Regions from separate parts of the Anas platyrhynchos genome. Here region 2 is linked to region 1. The links are chromatin contacts, called in public Hi-C maps. All regions are on one chromosome and are shown on one strand. The core of a region is the stretch at or near the end of the contact, and the rest is flanking DNA. Distances in the headings are between cores, read along the strand shown. Region 1 has its middle 9.6 kb from the start of TGFB2. Region 2 has its middle 98 kb from the start of TGFB2.

Region 1 (4,203 bases), core at 1,345-3,844:
GTATGCCCTAAGAGACTTGTAAGAGCAGAAAGGACAGTCATTGCTATTGTGTTTGTGGGGGGAGAAAGGGCTTTTCTAACAACACTGCATAGAATTGTATTCAGTGTTGGTTCATTTGCAGTTCCAGCGTTCTGGTCTTTTCCAGTAGGGAGCCAGACCTCCAAGATGCATCCTGTGGATTTAGTCAACTGTAATGCTAATTCCTCAGGTCTGCAAGGGTCAAACAAAAGCCCCTCCTTTAAGGTGCATATTCTAACAATACCAAATTTTGGAAAACACACATCAGTATAACACTATTCACTTTGATTAAGCAGTTTCTCCTAATAGGTGGCTAGGTTGCAGAGGTGCAGAAACCAGCGTACATAATACAAATATATAGAATCATGTGAGTACAGATGGAATATCATGGAGGTTAAGGAGTTTTAAATGAGAAGCTGAGGCTGAAGTCTTCTGCCTTCACTAGTTGGATTGTCTGTCTGATGCCGTGTAGTTTAACTTAGCAAATGCAGAAATGTGATAGCAATGTGAAGAGAATGCTTTAGGTCCTCTGAATTGATATTTAAAAATATATAGTGTCTACAGATAAAACTTGAATTTTTGGTCTTCAGCATTGAAATGTGTGGTAAGACAGTGTATTTAAGTTTTGTAACGAAGGCATTGAGGAAGGCAGAGGGATTGAACTGTGTGTGTTTTACAGCATAAAAAATATACATACAAAATGGTAGAGAGAAACCCATCCTAAAAACTGGCAGTGGTTGCGTTATCCCTAGCCTATTCATCTGGTATATATTGTAGCATAATTCTTTGAGGAGAACTCAAGCTAACAGCAGAAATGTTTAGATTTTCAAGCTGCTTTGAGTGTTAAACATATTAGATATCTGAGTAGACATTAGTTTGTGGCCTGATATTTATTATCACAAATGAAGGCATACACACAAAATATCAAGTGGCAAAACCACAGAAGTTTGACATATGGTTATCCCAGCTTCTGAAGGTTAGACATCTGTATAGCTGTTCAGCTAGAGCTGGCATCTCATTAGTGCAATACAAAAATATACTACAATGAATCTTGAGTCTATAAAACAGCATAATAGTCTAATCCGACATTGCTTTCTTTCTGCAGAGTTTAGTTACTTTGTGTGGAAAAACTACATCAGCACCTTTAAATCTGGAGTAGGTCTCTAGGTTTATATCACCAGTCTCTGGCTGAGATCAAACTCTTGAAAAATAATCTAGTTTTTCTTAGAAACTACACTATCCTGAGGTGATTATGAAAACTTCAGACTACTTTCAAAATACTTCTAGAATACTCAGGTGTTTAACTGTGTGCATCTTGAGCTCCCATTCCATTTAAAGTGCATAGCAGTGCTTAAATGTTTTGCCTATAGAATCAAAGCATTTCTTGCCTTTTAAGAGGCATACTACTCAGATTTTTTGTTCAATGGGATAATTTTATAAATTTGATAGTGCGGCTTGTCCTTTCATTGTGACATATGCAGAGAAGCTCCTAGAATAACTTCAATGGGTAACTAATTCTAAAAGAGAAATAAACTAAGGAGTCCTGTGGCAGATGGAAGCAGTGCATTTTAATTTTAGGCATTTGGCACTGGTTTATTTCACAAGTTTAGTTTTAATTGACTAGCAAATCAAGAGCTAAACCTTGCTTGGCCCAGACATCTTCCAGTTTCCTCCCGTTTGTAGAATCAGCTGGCCCACCTGCCTCCCTACCAGCTTTTTCAGTAATATTCTTCCTTTTCAGCAGCTAAAAAGAACAATATTTAGCAGTTTTTCCCAGCCGTCAGAGTTCTCAGTCTATTTTGCCTGCTCCCATGAATATCTCTGCTTAAGCAAAGCTGTGCTGCTGCCCTTCATTCCAGAGAGCATGAATCATCTTAACTTTGTATATTTCTGTACCTATCTATATAAAGCCAATAAGGATGGGGTGGTTCCAGTTTTGTTAGGCTTCAGGCCAACTCCAGAGTATGTAGAGTTTAATATTGTATGGATTGCATGCAAGTAACAAGGTTTTGTTTAATAAGAGGAGGCATAGGGTCAGCTCTTCCCATGCCTGTCCTCTTCCCGTCTAGTTTCTCAGCAAGGAAAACATGATTTGGCCTATGGAAAAATGGACCATCTCCCTTCTTTTCTTCAGCCTGCTCTTAGGGAAAGACTTTGGGAGTGGTCGTAGAATATCCTTGTGTGTGATGCTACTGCATCATGTAGTCTTCCTTGCTAAAACATGGAGGGAAGAAGTCCTAGTTCTGCAGCTGCAAGGCAGATTCTCGTGGAGTTCAGAAGTTGAGCAGAACAAAAGAGCTGGAAGCTGCTGCCTGGGGTCCCTGCTGCTTCCTAGTGGAGACAGGGCTCTTTCTCTTTCCTCTTCTCTCTTTTTGTTTGGAGTCCATAAAAGTATTTTGACTATCTGATACTTCCAGAAGAAGGTGGTCTGTAATGCTGCATCTGTTCAGAGCTGGCTCAGTAGCTGTCTTCAGGGAGGAAGGCAGAAGTCATCTGGCACACCACACTGCACAACTTAAAATGACAAACTCCTCATTCTTATGAAATGAGTCCTGGCTTAGTTAATATCCACACAGAACAGTCATCAGTGTTGCTTACTTCCAGCCCCTGCAAATTGCTCAATGATTTCTTCAAGATTTGCTGAGGTAAAGAGTAAGAGGGACCAGGAGAAGGCTTTAAATATTGAAGTCTCCTAAGCTTTTATTAATAGATAGGATCCTACTGCTAAACAAAATGCTAAACATATTCTAGGACCTCAGTGACAGACACTGGAGACAGGGCAAGTTCTTGGTTAACAGATTGTTAATTTCCTTCACTGTTACGCTTAATGCAAAGGCTTTTAGTTTCTATCAGTATGTAAACCTCAATGTTTTCACCTCTGTAGATGATCTACTAGATTAGGGCTTTTCCTTAATCGTTCTTTTTTATATACACAGAGTGGCCAGTACTTAGAAAAAACACTTTTCAAATGCATCTTTTTAAATTGCTTTATTCTCTTAAGAGATGTTGAAATAAGACTTATGTTGGACTGAATGGTTTCAGCACTTGCTGAAAGATGCTTGTGTTGGTGCGATGCTTCATCCTTTGGAATGAGGGTAGCATAAGGTTGTTTGCTGTAATTTAAAAAAAAAGTTAACATATTTGAATATTGAAATTCTTGGAGTTTCCAATAGCCATTCCTGAGCCTTTTATAAACTACATTTATGAATGTAATCCTGAAAATTATGACCAAGGGCCCTTGGCTATGGAGTCACTTTGTTGCTTTTAACTTTGTTTTTCTATCCCAGTCAGGAAGAACATTCCCATTCTTGTTCAGAACAGAAACAAATGTAAGAATTGCTTGATCCATGCAAAATGGTAGTGAAAAGCTTTCTAGTTTGTAGATGTTTATGATTTACTTTGAATATTTACTGCATTGACTTTCTTGTTGTCTACAATTTATTTAAAGAGGATTTTCTTTGTTTTACAAGTAATCTGTAAATTGCACAGCTTGTTGGCACTGATGTATTGGAGTGGGAAGCTGCTGACAGAAATACAGGTAGTGATCAGTTCTGGGCTTTATTTCCACCTCTGCAGCTTCCTAACAGTGTTCTTTTGAGGCAGCCTTATATTGAGTGCCCTACATTCAGGGACAGATACTGGTGTGCATCCATTTCAGAAAGCGTGCCTAAAGTTGGGCTTCTGAATGAAAGCTCTCATTAGAGGGTTGGGTACCACAACTTACTCTTCTTTGTAATTGAGAATTCGACATACCTGCACTTACCATACATGCAGTTGCCACCTTGCAGTGCTGCTTTGGAGATCAAGGGTGATCAAAACCATGTTGTTAGCAACCTACGCAATGGTGATAAGACTTTCTAATTTATAATTCCCATGAGTTTCAAAAGAGCTTACAGTTCAAAAGTAACAGATGTCACAGCTATACATTGGTGACAAGAGTGTGTTTTTGCATACTGTTTCTTTTTTAGGTGATTGGAGTACTTGACAATACCTGCTGAAATTTTCTTGGTTATATGCTTATGAAAGAAATATATTTTTATTAAAAAAAAAACACTTCATAAAATTCTCAAGTGGGTGTTACTTCATGACAGAGAGACAACGAAGATTTTTCAGAACCTTCAGGCAAGATTATCCCTTTCAGGGCTCCTTACTCTGCCAGACAATGTATTAGACCTAAGTATAAAT
Region 2 (4,010 bases), core at 703-3,202, 110 kb after region 1:
TTTTATAAGATATACATGGAGGAGAAATAACTGGTGTGGTAACCAAGTGGTTAAGAAAGCAGATCCAGTAAATAAACTGTGTTTTGGAGTGTTTGCATGTAGCTGGAGACCAGGGAGCATAGGAGGGAGGTTCTCGGCATAGAGGCTGCTTGAACTTTGTTGAAGAGAAAAGCTTTGAGGGTATCCTGTGCCACAGAAAGAAATGTGTGTCAGAGCTGTATGTGTCTGTGTATTTATGTGGTGTGTGTGGGTGAGAGAGAGGGTCCTGGAAGCAGAGACTAAATGAGGGATGTGGTCCTGGAAAGAGAAATCTAGAGAAAGGCCAAAGAGCATTGCTGAGCTGGATCCAGCCCTGGGACATCATTCCAGCCAAGGAAGCTGTGAGTTAGATTTTTTTTTTTTTTTTACATGTACATTTTTATTACATTCTGAGTAATTTCCCACAACATTCCACATTTTTAAAACCTTTTCAGAAGGGGAAAGGGAGGGAGGCTTGAGGCTTGAGAAACATCAGAACTTTTTTTTTTTTTTTTTTTTTTTGAGAAATTCCAGATCTCTTAAGAGCATAAAGGTTCCTTACCCATACTGAAAAAGCTTTGATGACATAACCAAATAGACTATGAAGGAGCAGCAGCTGCTCAGAGAGAAGTAAACCATAGGGGGCAGATCCTCAGTGGGCAACCACTGGTGAAATCATAGGCAGTGACTGATTGTCCATGGTGGTGAATAAAGGATACGAATCCTCTTTCTTCTGCAGGGCATTTTGTCTGCGCTGCTCCAGGGTGAGACGAGAGGGGGTGCAGAGCACGTGCCTCACTTCTGGGGAGCCTGGGGCCAGCTGAATCTCTGGCACCTCACAGCGAGAAAGTGGTGGAGGCAAGAATAAGGCACATCCTCCTGTTCTGAGTGCAGGGCCAGCATACAGATTTGGGTGAACCCTTGCAAACTCCTCCATCATGCCCAAGTAGGCAAGGTAAAGTTGTTTGCAAAGCTCACATAAGCAATGGCCTCTTCTGCATTAAGTTGTGGTCATTTTTGTCACCTCTGATGGCTGCTGTTTTTATTTGTCATTGCTATGGCTTGTTTTTAAGTTTTTTCTTACTGTTTTCACTTCTCAGAAGAGCTGGGAAATGGTTACAGCCTGGGGGTGATGATGGCAAAACTCACTAAATAATTTCTGAGTACTGTGGGAGATACATCCTCCCATCATAACATTTTTATGGCAAGTTTAATGTTCAGCTCATCTGGAATAAGCTGTGAGAGCCACACTACAGGAAGCTGTCAGAGTTACTGACGATTTTTTATTCTCTTTGGAGAAGACGAAAACACAGGCTTCTGTCCTCTGTGGATTCTGTGATTTGTGAAGCACTGAAAGAGATCGGATTTCTGCAGAAAAGGAATATCCAATGGGTAACTATTTGTGCCAATTCCAGTTCAAACATAAGCCTTTCTTATACAAATAGTTCATGGCAGAGCAAGAGGTATTAAGAGGGATGTGAGCTGTAACCAGAGCAGAGGGAATGCTAATATTTTGTCCGGACTGGGGTTTGGGAGGTGGGTTTATTACTGTTTAGAATAAGAATCGAGAAATTCTGGAACAGCACTGTGCTTTATTTTTGTTCTGTTGTGAAATTCCATCCTTACAGCACAGCTCTGTCTTTCTGCCCATGCAGGAAAACCATTTTCTTTTCCAAATGGGCTAGACTGTGCGTTTTATATGCTACCCCACGTTGTGGGCACTGCAAAACTGTACCAATCCGGGAAGCGGCCGTGCAAAGCTACACCGCCCCACCCTTCGGAAACAAACTGCTGGTGGGGGGAAGGTGGAGAGGAATTTACTACTTCTTTTTAAGTGGTGCAGCCACTCTCTTCTGCCACACGGAGCACAGGAGGGGGTGGAGACATGCTTCTACACCCCCTCCAGCCCCCCCTTCCCCGCCTCCTCTCCAAAGAGTTGCTCCTGTGTTCCCTTGAGCAAAGAGGCTGTGATTCTTGGCAGACTTCATGTCAGCTACACAGGTCAGGGGGAAGTCATTACTTCCTCCTCCCACACTGCTCAGTCATGTTAGGTTAGGACAAGACTTTGCAAGACATTTCCCAATATTTGCAATATAGCTTATTATATATCTTTTCCCATAAAGTAAAGAAGGAAACGGAAATGGGCCATAAACCTTAAAATTCTGGAAAATGAGGCTGCTTGGTTGATAGGTAACGATGTATCAAAGTACATTACATAGGGAAATTGAATAATTTGTGGTTATGGCTCTGATCTGAGGATGGGGAACTCAAATTCTGTTGTTGACCATACCCCAGACTCCTTCTCATTTAGGCTGCAAAGATGCTCTCTTTCTTTGCTGTTGTGATTGCCCTTACATTTCAACAACTTCCTTGCACTTAGCTTCCTTTGTTGGTAAATCTGAAAACCTTCAACAAAAGAAGAGTCTTTCTTTCCCCACCTGGTAAGGACAAGTGGGAGAAGGCTTTTCTGTTGCAGCAAAGTATTTTCTGCCTTTGCTGTAAAGCACTCTGAGACAGCGAATAAAAGACAAAGTAGAACATAAGCCCTCACCATTGCTGTAAGGCTTCATTTATCAAATGCGGATAGCAGTAAGTAGTAGCACAAAAGTGATAGGGCTAACATTGGGATCTAAGCTATCATGTCGGGAAAAGGAGAAAGAAAAAGAGAAAAGTAGGCAGGCTACTAGAAACATTATTGAGCCTTCTATCCCAACCCTGTTTCTCTTAGATAATTATGTTCCCGGTTATTATTGTAGAATTCTGTATTTTATCTGTCTTTCACTTTCACTTGTCTTCCACTACTCACTGGGCATGGAGTAATGCCATCCCCATAAGGATGGCCACCCAAAAGAAAAGCACACTGCACTCAGCTAGGGCAACATGGGCTGTCTTCTGTGGAAAGGGAACTTCATTGGCATCATGATCACTGGTGACTCTTTCACCTTAACAATATAGACACTATCTTATCAGTCAATAAACATTTATAAGCTTAGGAATTTCACTACTTATCTGCTCTAGCCTTAGCAAGTATTGAAAGCTAAACAGACTTTATTGTATGCTAGCCTAAATTTCCCTCTCCAAGATTTTTTTCCCCTCATCCTACACTGCCACATTACAGGAAAATTTGGGGTTCTGACATGGCAGCAGAGAGCAGACAGTTAAATAACCATCTGGCTGCGGAGCATCACAAGTGGCAGTGCCTTCACTGAAGGAGTTAACATCAAAATCTTGCTTTCTCTCCTCTTTTTTTTTTTTTTAATTTTTTTCTTTTTTTCCCTCCCCATGAGTGAGATACTCAAAAGACAACTTACACTTAGAGCTCATTCCTATTGATACCATTGCCATACCTTTCCAAAGCCTTCCAATTATAAACATTTGCATGGGGACATTTCTGTACATCACTCACACCTTTCCATTTGGGATACTCTGTCTTTCCCAGGTTATAAAGATTGTGTGTGTTGATGTTGTTGTAAAATGCCTTGAGGAGCTGGATGCCATATCTGATGGTATGCTCTTGCAACGGCACTGCAGCAGACTGAACTAAGCTTCCAATAATAAGCAGTGACACTAACATAAATATTTGTGGTTATGCTTTCCATTTTTTCCTTATAGGAAAGAAGTTAAAATTTTGAAATACTTCAGTGATGTGATCAGTGGACAGTAGTGGGAAAGAATTTCTTCAAAACTTGAATTGTGATCAACATAAGGAAGGAAGATCTGAAAGAGCAGAAAATATTTTTGTTAATCAGGATATGGCACTTTCCAACATCTGGACGTCAAAACACTTGTTTTGAATTCAATACTATTAACATGTGTCACTTAAATGAATTTTTTCCTTCAGAGCTGATTGGGTGGTTACAATTTTTGGCAAGGGTTTTTCAGACTGTTGCTTACATTACCTGACCCATGGTCTGTTTGTCTTATGATCTCTGTGGGAAAAAAAAACAAGAGAACTTCAGCCCCTTCCCATTGCCACCCCCCAACACAAATCC

The links. A called contact is a pair of places that touch in the nucleus more often than the background predicts.
Region 2: a contact with region 1 is called in a Hi-C map of small yellow follicle, with 2.3 times the contacts expected there. The contact joins two enhancer-like sites. A contact is called at or near these places in 2 of 8 Hi-C or Micro-C datasets (skeletal muscle and small yellow follicle).

The regions. Positions count from the first base shown.
Region 1 is chr3:22,937,912-22,942,114 of IASCAAS_PekinDuck_T2T, forward strand. No RefSeq gene overlaps it. Among named protein-coding and RNA genes, the nearest start is that of TGFB2, 9.6 kb to the right of the region's middle. Within about 2 kb of position 2,595, at least 3 of the 8 cell types and tissues checked have an H3K27ac peak or open chromatin away from gene starts, as enhancers often do.
Region 2 is chr3:23,045,674-23,049,683 of IASCAAS_PekinDuck_T2T, forward strand. No RefSeq gene overlaps it. Among named protein-coding and RNA genes, the nearest start is that of TGFB2, 98 kb to the left of the region's middle. Within about 2 kb of position 1,953, at least 1 of the 8 cell types and tissues checked has an H3K27ac peak or open chromatin away from gene starts, as enhancers often do.